2 separate regions of the Rattus norvegicus genome follow, and region 2 is linked to region 1. The links are chromatin contacts, called in public Hi-C maps. All regions are on one chromosome and are shown on one strand. Each heading gives the region's core, a stretch centred on a gene start, on an enhancer-like site or on the middle of the called end of the contact. The rest is flanking DNA. Distances are from core to core; before and after follow the strand shown. Region 1 overlaps LOC102556051 (a long non-coding RNA gene). Region 2 overlaps Pik3r1 (phosphoinositide-3-kinase regulatory subunit 1).

Region 1 (6,678 bases), core at 1,565-4,064:
AGCGGAAGTAACTGGAGACTCTGAGCTTGGCAGCTGACGACTAAGGGAAAGCAAGAAGAGGCCGATGCAAAGCCACCCAGGAAGATGTTGGCAGTTTCTGACTCAGGATGGCTGGGTCAGCTTGATAAGCCCTTCAAGCAGCAGGCTCTCCCTGATGTATACAGGGCTGGCGGTGGCAAAGGTGGGGATGTCGAAATGCCATCAGCCAAGCCTCACTCCGTTTCTGGACTAACTCATTTGAGTATCCAGGGATCTGCTTTACCTCTTGCTCTCTCTCCCCCTTTGCTTTGGTTTGCTCCCAGTGTTTCATGACGGCCACTTGAAAATATTCTCTTACAGTCTCTCCAACAAAGGCATCACAGAAACCTTGACACGGAAGTCCAGGATATAATCCTAGCCCTCGGGAGGCTGAGGCTGAAGGATCCTTGTAAGTTTGAGGCTAGCACAGATGACACACAAGAACCTATCTCGTAAAGCACGCACTCCTCCTCCAAATAAAAGCAAAGAAGGTAGCCTTCATCCAAAGCTATAAAGAGCAGATAATTTTCTATGATCTCCGTGGTCACTGCTCACTTCTCCAAACTAAACTCTCAAATTTCCTGAAATTAAATCATTAATAGATATCGAAGATATATATCCCAGGCAGCATGCATGGCGTGAGATAGTCACATAGCTACCTCCAAAGCTTTGGTTCTATTTGGGAAAGACACATGCTTATGTGACACGTACATGTTATTGCTCAAAGAAATACCATCCCAGTTTAGTTTGTCGATTTTCCAAGTGAATGTACAAATATGGTTATGTTGTTCAGGAGAGAGAGGGGCCCTCAGCCTTCAGAGCAGAGGGGGCCAAACACTTCAGAAACCAAATAGAACCATGAGTAGCTAGTGTTACGGATTGAACTGTGTGCCTCCCAACTTCACATATTGGATTCCTAACTCTTAACAGCTCAGGGTGAGACCTTGTATAACAATACCATTTTTTTTGAAAATGTCCAAGTTAAAGAATGAGTCTATCAAGGTTGGCCCTAACTCTAATGTACAATGTATCCTTAAGGAAGGAAAATTTTGCTGACAGATACACGCAGAAGAAATGTGATCTGAAGGGCTATGGAAGGAAACAGGTACCCAAAAGCCAAGGAGTAAGTGATACCATGGACAGATCGTTCCTGTGATGGTTTGAATAAGCTTGGACCAGGGAGTGGCAATATTAGGAGGTGTGGCCCAACTGGAGTGGGTGTGGCAATGTTGAAGTAGGTGTATCACTGTGGATGTGGGCTTTGCGACCCTCATACTAAGTGCCTGACAGTCAGCCTTCCACTAACAGACTTCAGATTGAGATATAGAACTCTCAGCTCTGCCTACACCATGCCTGCCTAGAGGCTGCCATGCTCCCACCTTGATAATAATGAACTGACCCTCTGAACCTATAAACCAGCCCCAATTAAATGTCCTTTATAAGACTTGCCTTGGTCATGGGGGTCTGTTCATAGCAGTAAAACCCTAACCAAGACAATACCCTTCCCCCATAGCCTCAAAGGAACCCAGCCTTGCTGACACCTGGATTTCAGATTTCAAGCCATTTCTGTTGTAAAGGTCACCCTCTGGGGGTAGTCGGGTATTGCAGCTAAGGCAAACAAGGCAACGTGCTCAAGGGTAAGAGGCCAGAAAGTACAGCATGGTGAGGAAAAGTTCACATGACTGTGACAGTACCAAGCCAAGAAGCCAATCACAGTACCAGGCATATTCTAAGAAAATCAATATACAGAAACGAAACAGATGTGCAGAAGAGCAGGTGGCCTCACTTGATAAACTAGGAGCCCTCTATCTATGTGCACTGGACTTGTGACATGTTCTGAAGAGAGAGGGGGGATTTGGTGGAGTTTTCACCAGGAGCCCATTGTAACAAGTGGCATGTTCAAAACAATGATATGCAGGGCAAACCAGAGCCAAGAGACCTGAAGAGGTTCACTCTGTCACAAGAAGTTCTCAAGCTTGCCTTGGGGTGACTTTCCTGGCAGACTGAGCTGATAGTGTCCGTAAGGATGGATAGTGGAGGCTTATCCAAGAACCAGTGGTGAGGATGGTCTGAACGACAGAGAGAAGGAGACGATGTTCCTTAGACTGTTCAGCTGGAGAGACCATCCTGAGTTTTCCAGGGAGGATCCAAATGAGGTGAAAATGTGCCTTAGGGGAGAGAGGCGAGAGGATGTACAGAAGGGACAGAGAAAAAGGAGGGAGGGAGAGAGGGAGGGAAAGAAGGGGAGAGAGAAGGAGGGGGAGCAATGTGACTGGATGTACAGAAGGGAGAGAGAAAAGGGAAGGAGGGAGGGAAAAATGGAGAGAGAGAGAGAGAGAGAGAAAGAGAGAGAGAGAGGTAGAGGGAGAGAGAGAAAGAGAGAGAGAGAACACAATGTGACCAGAGAAGGATAAAGATAAAAGGCGGTATGATATGCCAAAAAGGACCAGGAGGAACAGGGCAGCTCTCCAAATAAAAAGGAGGCGAACAGATGGATTCTCCACTATAGCCGCCAGGAGGAGTGGCATCTAAATTTAAGCCCAGTGAACTCCATTTAATAATTCTGGCCTACAAACTATAAGGAGCATACATTTGTGTTCATTCAGGCCACCAAGTTGGTGCTGATTTATAAGTGCAGCCAAGGAAACTACCACTCTGAGGTCCTATCCCAGCATGAGTGGGCCTGTTTTATGGTAGGGCCCAGACATCTGTAACAACTCCCAGATGTGCCACCAAGATGGTGTCTGCTGAGACCAGAAGAGGTTGTTTGTAGTTCACCTCTGAGCTGGGGATCCTGAGCAGAGAGAAAGCTGAAACTTTAACCATGAACGAGATCTTGAACAGAGTGCTGAAATGAAGAAATAGGGCTGAGGAAGAATAGAACTCAGACACACTCTACAATCCTTAGGCATGAGAATGGCAGGGGAGGTGGGTGGAGTAGGGTGGTAGAGCAACCCTGGTAAGCAAAGGGTTCTTCTGGGGTCAATCTTCAGCAACACACACATGCACACACACACACACACACACGCAAACACACCCATGAACACAAACACACACTTGTACACAGAAATATAGCCCCCTATACATACATTCACACACACACATGTATACACATACACACATACACATGCACATACATGAATGCATTCCCACACACCCCCATACAATACATTCAAACACACATATACCATATACCATATACACTCACATGTGTACACATATACACACACATGCATGCTCATACACACACACATACATCCCCACATACATTCACATACACATATACACATACAGACACATGCACATTCATGCACGCACACATCCCACCCATATATACACACATATATTCACATACACATATACACATACACATTCACATGCTCACACACACGTACATATATACACACACACATACACCCCACACAATATGCCACACACATGCACACACATACACACACATATACACATTCACATGTTCATATACATGTACACACATACATACACCCCCACCCCCACATATACACACACATATACACACTTACTTACACACACCCACACACACATACACACACGTGAGTAAGTAGAAACGAAAACAGCAAAAATACCCATAGAGACAGAAGGAGGAGGATCAGCTTTTCACCACAAAAGCCTCATATGTAGAGGTAGCAAGAAAGACACCCAAGTCTCCCCTTGCTAAAGGAGAGGGTGACTAAGAAATGATAAAGCTCAGAGGCCCCAGATGACCTTTGAGGAAACAATTTTGATGGCATCAGAGAGATGAGGGACAGACATCAGAGGACTGATCTGGGTGATAGAGTGGGTGGGTGTGGAAGCCACAGGAAAGGCTTTGGGGGCTCTAGCAATGAAACAGGTACAAGATCAAGATGATAATAATGTGGATTCTGGGATCAGACCCAGCCTACCCCAACAATTGCTCCAGTACCTGTTGGGCCTTGAACAGACAGTCTAACCTTTCATAGACTCATCAACCACAATCCACGATGGACAGAACGACCTGCACACACAGGATTTGGGAGGGGTCAATGAAATTAAGTAGGCATTGTGTTGATTCCCGAGCCTGACACATGCGAAGGGTTGACCACTGATAGAAGGATGAAGGGATGGGTATCGAGATGTGGGAGAGCTCCAGGATCCTACTTTTCAATAAAACAAGCTCCAGGGCAAAAGGCAGAGCTCAGGTAATTTTTACATCACAATAGAAGCAATTCTCAGTAAGCATATATTCCAAATACCTTATGGCCACATTTATACTAAAATCATCAGCTGTTTCTATTGGCTATCCACTGTTCCCGGGGCAAGTCATCATACATTGAGTGGCTTGTAACAACATTAACTTCCAGGTCTGTTGTTTAGAACGTTTGACAGGGATCTTAGTGGGCTGTGATCCCAGTGTTGCTGGAGCTACTCTCAATTTTGGAGACTGCAGGGGAACACTCATTATCTTTTCTTTTACAGCGTCTAAAGCCACCGATATCCTTGCTTCATGGGCTCCTCCTCTGCCTTCTAGCCAGCCACGTACTTCATCCCCAGCCACCTCTCCTGACTATAGCTGGCTAAAGTTTGTCATTCCTGACGACTCAGTTGTATACCTAGGACTCCCTGTATACTTCAAAACACTCGCCCTGTCTCTCAGTGTAGACCCGTTACCACTCAAGAGTTTCATTTGCCAAGTAAGGTAATCTATTTGCAGGCATCAAATATTAAGACAGGAACATCTTCTCCAGACTATTCCTCTTCTTGTTATATTATTTATCTGCAGCTCATATGTAACCAGGCACCTCTTGCTTGTTTCTTGAGTCTAATGAGTCTACCTATAAAATGTTTCCTTGGCTAGTACTAAACTCTCTTAAATCCGAGACCTTAACTGTACTTCTTACTTCCTCCTCATTGTTTCTTTCCACTTTGTGTTCTTCATTGGCTTCTAGGCTGTATTGCATATATTTTTTTGTTCCAAACTTTAAGGAGAAGATTTCCAGATGTTTATAAAATTGGATGATACAGACACATACATATAACGAAGTACTACTTCACTGTCTGTCAGAATCTCATTCAGATTTCATGTACAGTGGTAGGAAAATCCAAAAGGCACACTGGGCTGTTCAGTTAGGAAAGAGATTGAATACAAGGAGCTGGGCCCATTTAAAACTTGTAGAAGAGCCTGGAGGAGTCAGGGAAGGAAGGTGAGGAGAAGGCTCGAGCTTTCACATGTGCTGTTTGCTTCAGATCTACACGAAGGCACAGAGACTTCAGAAAGCTGCTGCTACATCTGCTTCTCACGCTGGTGTGGATGATTCACAGCAAGATGTCTGGAAGTCAGGGCGAAATCTGATAACAACTGAGACCCACACTTCTGCCCTCTTCAGCAGAGGAGCAGCACTTCAGCTTGTCCAGAACTGGACCCTCCTAACTCATAGGCGAACACATATGCTTATCAGCCTTCTGCAAGACCTCTGTTGGTGAGAGTATTAGGAAACACAGTTTCTGGGCTTCTAGCTCCAATAATAAGAGGATGAGCCTCCCAGACAAGCTGGCATACAGAGCCAAAGAAACAACTCCAAGGGCTGAAAAGAAGAAAGCCGCCAACCCAGGAAGCAAAATAACCATGGCGCTTAGGTTCCGGGCCATTGGAAAATTCCTGAATCCCTAAGTGTATAGAACACATTGGTGATTTGTCTTCAATGATAACACTTTAACATCTGGCTGTCCCAGCATCCTCTGGTCTTAGGGTTTCACTCAGTGCATACTTTTCTTCATCAGAGTCTTGTTTTCCTGTCCAAGGTGGCAATGTATGTAAAAGAAGAATTCTGATAAGTAATAGTTCTTTCCGGGGCTAGTTCCTGAACGGTAAGATGTGACTATCTTATTATCTGTTCCTGTCAAGTGAACAATATACAGTAAAGTTCAGTGGGTCAAAAGAACAGCTCACTATTTACCATAAATCTTGGCTTATTCATCTTGGCAGGGTACAACTTGACTCTTCTATATCTCCTAGGGTTACTAAGGTCTTTCATTCAGTTGCACTGCTGGCTGAACAAGGCCAACATGTGTCCGGCCTTGCTGTCATACCACACGGTTTCTCGCCATCAGTGTGGGCAAATGGGTCTCTCCTACATCACAATCCAAGTTGCCGGGCTCCTTGAACTGTGCTTTAGAATCACACCCAGTCGTGTTCATGTGTCACTGCCAACGTCAATCAAATAGCATTAAAATCTAGCATTTTAACAATACCTAATGATTTTACACATTATACATACAGTCAATCATCTGTCAATCACCTGCCAATATCTGTTTCATTGTTGCTTACTGAATTTTCCCATTAACTCCACAGTCAACTCTCTTCCACCTTTCCACACACTGATAAGAAGACCTTGTCCCCTTTGTGTCCTCCTCCTGTTGACTGTGTATATCAAACAGTACTCAACAGTACTCAGTCTTGGTCCACACATCACAGTAGAGCTCTGGGGAAGATTTATATTAAACACGCTTAAAGCTGAGCATTGTGAGACCCTTGGACTCACCACTGAATAAGTAAAGCAGTTTTTCTCATCTCTACATGCTGACAGCTACAGGTTTACACTCTTGGATAAGTATCGATGCAGGGCGCTACTCAGACACTTTTGCCCTTCTAAAAACATCATC
Region 2 (6,678 bases), core at 1,756-4,255, 150 kb before region 1:
ACTTCTCGTGATATTTCTCAGCCGTGCTGAGCACTCTGTAGGCCCCATGGGACGAAATGGACGCTTCGGTGTCTCTCACCTGTGAAAACATTTCACTCTCCACCCGCAAGAGGGTAAAAGAAGGTGCCTTTCCTACTGAATCACCTTTGGGCTCTAGGACAGCTCCAGTGCAGTGATTGATTGGCTCGGCATCCCCAGGCAGGGGGGTTGGAGTGTGGGACCACAGTGAGAATGTAATGTCTTCCCAGAGGTCCTCATTGCTAGCTCGGCATGCAAGAGTCCCCGAGGGCTTTGGAAGTTCAGCTCCAGAGCATCTCAAATGAAGGCTCATAAACCAGTCATTGATAGAGACTCCTGCTCTGAAAGGAGTCGTTGAAGGGATCCTTAAGTGTGGGCTACAAGGACGTGTTTGTTGAAGGGTAGATAGGCGTCTTCTCTGGGCTGTTACCAGGTAGTACTTGGAATGATAAGGCTGACGTCTGAGGCACACTATCAACTTAAATAAGGCCTGTTAAGACATAGTGTCTAAAGACTAGCTGGGAGTGCACTTCTCCCAAGAGAAGCAGAGCCTTAGAGGCACTGTTGGTGACTTTTTGGGGGTAATTGAGTAAGTAGGTAAGCTTAGGGAAGAGTACATCCTGAAAAGGGCCTTGAAAAGCAGGTCCGATTTTAACTGGGGAAGGAAAAGGAAAATAGCATTTTGGTTTGCTGGCAGACAGCAAATCGAGGTGTTGCAGACTGTGCCCTACAGGGTGTGTGTACTTTCTAGGGCATTTGTGTATCACCATCTCTTAATGTGTTTCTCCAAGCTGGCGCCAACACAAGGCCACATTTTAAGTGTTATAAGGCTTTGAAGAAACAGAGCTGAGAGGTTTGCTCTATGCTGCTTGACTAGTGTTCGCCATACCTGAATCTGCCCAGAAGCTACCTTTGGGTCCAGCCTGTCCCATCTGCAGATCACCAATGCCTCCATTGTTGGAACCATTAGGAATCCTGGGCCTGCTTTCAGCGTCTAATGAAAAGGCCTTCCGAATGTTGTGAGCTAATAATGAGAGAAGATCCCAGGGGCCATATGCAGCAAAGGGCCACAGCACCATGTGGACTGTTTGAGATGGACAGTGGAAGGAAAGTTGAGCCTCTCTCCCTGGGTTGTTAGGATTGAATAAACTGTGTGTCTTGGTGGGTGGAGTGGCCTGGATGTCAGCGCCACTCCCTCTGTCACCTTGCCAGTGTGCCTTTGCGCAGTGCACAGAATGTACAACTGTACACAACGTTCCCAGTGCCATTCACTTTATCTGTGTCCCAGTCTGCCCTGGTGAGCTTTCTGTGCAGGCTAACCTGGTCCATTCACTGTGGGTGTTCTTCAGACCCCGTTCCCTTATCTTTAGCTGCCCTGTGGGTTTTTGTTGTTGTTTTCATTTGCTTGCTTTTTTTTTTTTTTTTTTTAAACCGTTGGTGTAATTGGTTCAACTACATTTCTAAGAAGCAAAGACAGAGGCTATTCCTCATTTTGATTCATTCCAATTAGAGATATGGGCACAGTCTACTAATTCTCCAAATATACCCAGACGCTGATAAACTGTTTGGTTTTCAAAGAAATCTTAGAAGCCAACTAACCTATTTCCTGTATCCAGCAGCCCTTTGAGGTAAAGATCCTTTGAGGTAAAGATCCCTTGCTTTTATGGATGGAGGCACAGTGGACAGGTGATGGGGATAGTGTATTTTCAGAGCTCTCTTAGCTTGCCGTTCATCCCCTGTGGTCGGGAAGGCTTCATTGTTTGAGGCTGAGTAGCGGGTTTTCTGGAATTCCTTACACTCCTCAGACGTGGGGAGCCGAGCTGATGTCTACAGGGCAGCTGCAGTAGGAACAGGTCCAGCAAACACAGGGTGCCTCTGAATCCATGTTTTGGATTTCATGGATGTATTCAGAAACAGTAATATATCATAATTGGAGTCTAATATTGCACCGTCAAGCCTGGAAGAGAAGTGACTCCTTCTCCCCCTGCTCTCCTACACCTGTCAAGGTTAATTTTTAACTGCTGGTGCATTGCAAAACATCCCTCCCGAAGAGCTGAATTCATGCATCTGGTTTTAAATACCTTGGGCTGGGTTCTTAGCTGTAGACAACGTAAGCAAACACCAAGACAGAAGGAAATAACTTTCAGAGTTTCACTTTTCTCTGATTTGTTTTTTTTTTTCCTCCCATTGCATTGAAAGTATGTTCTGACTCGAGAGAGTTGTCTCTAAGGTAAAATTGAAACTTCGATATAGATGTAGACCCCAAGAGGGGTATAGGTGTATTGGGGGAGAGCCTGATCCATCTCATGGAAACTAGAAAGTTTACCCACGATCCCCAAGTGCATTGTGAGCGCCACCCTGGGCACGTGCTAGGCGATGTTTTTACTTTTGTTTTCAGGCTACAGCTTTCTCTGAAGGGATGGACATCACGGGATGGGTGCTGGGGAGTCGGAGGGGGAGTTCCTCTGTCTGCTAGACAGTGGGTGTGGGCGTGCCTTCGCAGAAAGCCTGTAGCCTGTGTCTGGATTTTTTTTTTTTTTTTTATGCAAGCCTAGGTTTGTTTATTAACTGGAAAGGGTGTTTTTCCTTCCCGTGGGTTCATTAAGCTCACTGGAGTCATGGATTAGCCCTATCCGGGAGAGCCCTACTTTCTAAGATGTCTCATGTTGGAATTAAGAAGGAACGTGTTCCTTTAACCGTGGGTAACTTTGGATAATTCACCCCCCCCCCCAACACACACCTGATTTCCCTAGTTTTTGTTCATTGACAGTGATGCATGCAAGTCTCTGAGAAGCAGCAAGCCTTTCAGGTCTCCCGCGGTGGCCTGAAGAGGTCTTGTTTAGAGCAGACAGCATGCCACAGAACTGAGAAACACATGTTAACGAGCAGGGGCATTTCCTGGCTAGCTGCAATCTACTGAAAAGTACAGTCCTGGCCTGTCTTTGTCTCTGAAGCACGTTGTACAAAGCCCTCGGCAAGGGGATGCTCACTGGCTTGAAGCATCCAGATGAATAAGTGAGTCATATTGTATGCAATGGGTCTCAGCAGCCCCAGATAAATAGGACACCAAGAAAGCCAGCGTTTCTTAAAGGGGCTTATTAGCCAAATGGGAATTAATTCCTAGGCACTGTGACATCTGTGCCTTTGGTTTAGTAGTGAATCATGTATGGTTATAAGCTATCTATAATTATGTTTTATTAATTTGTAGGGCCTTTTGGATACAGAGAAGGTGAAACTGGAAGTTGGTGGTTTTCTCCTAAGCAGGCGTGATTTACTCAGTTTTGCCAGCAGAGGGCTCCCTCCTTAAACTAATAAAGAGCATGTGTCTGTATCAGTGGGGAAAGAGTCTGCTCGCGCTTGCAGTTAACGTTCATAAGAGAGCCTCTGTGGTAGGTGATTTTACATATCATGAGGAATTTGTCTAAAACAACATGTCTGTGGGTATTTGGAATCTTTCCTGCTATATACGGCTTTACGGTAGATACTTTTGATCTGAGACAAAATAGACTGTCAGATTTACATTTTAATCTTCTAGAAGGTTCTTAGGTAGGTCCAGACAGGTATGCATGAGAAGCCAATGTGTCTGATGTTTCTTCCAGAGAAACTCTTTTGAAAGCAGGGAAATGCATGAAAATAAGAAGGCAGCTTTTTTTTTTTCTTCTTAAGCTAAAAGAAGAAAACAAGAAAGCCAGGGTTTTGTTATAGGTGTGAGGGTTTTTGTTTTTCTTTTCAGTGTAGGCTAAAAGAAAGTAAATTCAGTTTGTTAGTTCTTTCTTTCCATACCAAGAAAAGCAAAGAATAGGGCCTGTGGGCTGAGAATGGAGTTTAGGACCAAAAGTCTAAAGGTTGAATTCTTTTTGTGAAGCCCCCTTCCCCCAATAGTATGAAGGAATTACTAAGTAATGATCTCTAAATTACTGTCATGTTGAGGTTTGGGGCTTTTGTGATTTCCTTTCGTTAATGGCTCAAAAGATTGAAGTCGGGGCTTTTGGGTAGATGCCATGTGAACATTTCCCAGGAAAAGACTTGATTTCTTTCCTGTCCAGCTAGCAATCATAAACTCAGAAAGTTATCTGCAACTTTCTCAAATAAAAGACTAGAATCCCCAAGTCGGGAGAACACGCCCTTCTCTGTCCCTTTGCCTAGCACAGCCAGCAGTTAACCCAGTGCAGACACAACTCTAGATTGTCCGATTAGAAAGTCCTAGGGCCATTTGAAGGTGAGCTGAAGTTGACCCCTTAAAGATTTGGACTTGCATAGAAGATGCCCTCCTGGGGCTGCCAGCCAGCATACGATGAGCTATGTGAAGGGCTTTCCTGTTACACCTGCGGGGCAGACTGTGCCAGTGCGTGGGAGGAGGAGGACGTGAGAGCAAGGCACCCTGTCCTAAGCTGTTCTGAGAGGTTCAGGCCTTCACAAGCGCGTCTTTGATTCTATTTTTTGCTGAACTAGGTGGATTACTTCCTGTGCTGCTTCACTGCGGCCCACTTGAGCCCCCGGAGCGGGGGCTGCCAGCACATTACAGGCACCGTGGCCACCAGGGAGGACTATTTTCAGCACCCCCTTACAATGCCTTTCTCATTTCCCGGGTGAAAATGAGCAAGTTAGTCTTGCCTCGGCCACTTGTCAGCCCGATGACAACTTTGACTTTGACTTGGGTGCCCCTCCCCCTCCCAAAATCCTTAGCTCAGCAAATATTTGAACCTGCCCGAGTTAATCATGAAGCCGCGATCTTTATCTGAGCGAGACGTGCGAGCGCCCGCCGGGGCTCCTTTCTTCCCCCTTGCAGTAGCGCGACCCAGGGGAGCTCTGCTCGCGGAGCCGGGGACTTGCTGCCGGGGCGGGGCGCGGGGCGGAGGGACCCGCTGCAGCCTAGCCCAGGGGAACCGGCAGCCGGGCTGAGAGTCGCGCGCCCCCGCCTTGCGCGCTCACTGCCAGCTAGGTTCCTTACTGCCGGTACCGGGCGGGCGGGGGAGCCTCGGGGGCTGGAGCCACTTGGTAGAAGAACAGCTTCTTTGGATTTTTTTTCCCCGGTGGGATACTGGCAGTTCAAAGCGAAACCGTTGAAATGCATAACCTGCAAAGTAAGTCGTTTTTCATTTATGCACTTCTCTGCACCGGCCTCTTTATCTGCAAGCCGTCCTCTCTAGTTTGGCTGGGCGGGCGGGTGTGTGTGAGCGCTGGAAGTGTGTGTGCCTGGGTGAGTGCTGCCTGGGGAGAGCAGATGGGCGATTAGGGGAGACACTCCCTTCTGTCCTCCAGGGGGGGACACTGCGGAGAAGAGATGGGGTTTAGGTTGGGAGTTTAGAAAGTACTGGGCAGGAAGTTGGGGCCGAGCCCGGGCTTGCAGAGACCATGGAAAATCACCTGTCTCCCAGACCTGCTCGTTGGGTCCCGGACCCTTTGCCACTTGGTAGCAGCAGTCTACAGCTAGGCTGACTTACTGAGTGCTCCACACACGTGCCTAGGGGCTAACCCTTGGGCCGTATTGCCCAGAAGACATGTCACTTTACTTTTGGGAGAAAACTCAACATTTTTATTCAACTACTTTTTTTTTTTAGATCTTATCCAAGGACATATTTCCTTACCATTTTTATTTGACTTTGAGTTTAGACTTACTTAAACTATGGATTTATAGTTTATTGGCAGATAGAGAAGTGTGAGCTGGAAAGGACAGGTTGAGTCTCCAATAATACAGAAATGCCCTAGAGAGGGGACGCAAGTGGATGGCAGCCAGAGAACGAAATGCCTTTTAGTGCTGTGTGATTCCAAATGGGATAGAAACCTAAAGTGGCCGCTGTGTTCTGTAAACCATCCCACCGGTGCACAGCATTCACAGCCACAAAAGCCCACTCTTTAAAATGAAGCCACATTTACATTGAAGCACTACCCCCTCCCCCAAATAATCATGTAAATGTCAAGAGGTTCTGGCTCCCAGGGGCAGCGTACATCAAGCTCCAGTTGTGGTGACAGAATTGCATGCAGAATGATTTAAAGAACCAAAACGAATCGTTACATTTGTAGGGGAATTGATTTCTTTATATTGAATACTACTAAGAAGGAGTATTCGTTCGTCTCCCCCCCCTCCGCTTCCTCCCCTCCCCCAGTAAGGCTCTGAGCTAAAGAGAGAAGGGGGAGGGCAGAGAGAGAGAGAGAGAGAGAGAGAGAGAGAGAGAGAGAGAGAGAGAGAGATTACATCACCTTCCTTTAAGCAGCTAGCTGTGAGGTGGGTTCCTGGGTGAAACACTTGGCAGAGATCACCTGTCCTCTGCATTCTGATATATGGCCTCGGGTTTTTTGTTTGCTTGTTTTTGTTTGTTTGTTTGTTTGTTTGTTTGTTTTTGCAGAAGCGTCCTGTTGCCCAGTGTCATTAGGCTGTAACACTGAAACTCCCATAATGCTTGCCATTTCTATAAAATTATAGACATCTTTATTCCTGGGCTGAATTTTCATGATTGTTCGAGAAAGTCTTGTTTTGACCTTGGGATATCTGGTAGAGGCATTTTGTCTAAGTGCTGTCTCTAAGCTTCCCTTTTTTTTTTTTTTTTTTAAAATATGGTGCATCTATGGCAGAGTTTAAGATCCAAGCTCTTGGTGAACTGTGGAGGACTGGATTTAAATATCCAGAGTGCTCAGGTCCTTTCTGCTCCTAATATGCGG

What was found. A called contact is a pair of places that touch in the nucleus more often than the background predicts.
Region 2: a contact with region 1 is called in a Hi-C map of frontal cortex, with 2.2 times the contacts expected there. The contact joins two enhancer-like sites. A contact is called at or near these places in 5 of 12 Hi-C or Micro-C datasets (frontal cortex, hepatocytes, kidney and 2 more).

What each region holds. Positions count from the first base shown.
Region 1 is chr2:34,471,302-34,477,979 of GRCr8, reverse strand. It overlaps LOC102556051 (a long non-coding RNA gene), which reads right to left. Exons shown (of 6, transcript XR_010064057.1): 1 at 1-6,678. Among named protein-coding and RNA genes, the nearest start is that of Rpl21l6, 210 kb to the right of the region's middle. Within about 2 kb of position 2,814, at least 3 of the 93 cell types and tissues checked have an H3K27ac peak or open chromatin away from gene starts, as enhancers often do.
Region 2 is chr2:34,624,663-34,631,340 of GRCr8, reverse strand. The region is part of intron 7 of Pik3r1 (phosphoinositide-3-kinase regulatory subunit 1); the gene reads left to right. Among named protein-coding and RNA genes, the nearest start is that of Pik3r1, 70 kb to the left of the region's middle. Within about 2 kb of position 3,005, at least 23 of the 93 cell types and tissues checked have an H3K27ac peak or open chromatin away from gene starts, as enhancers often do.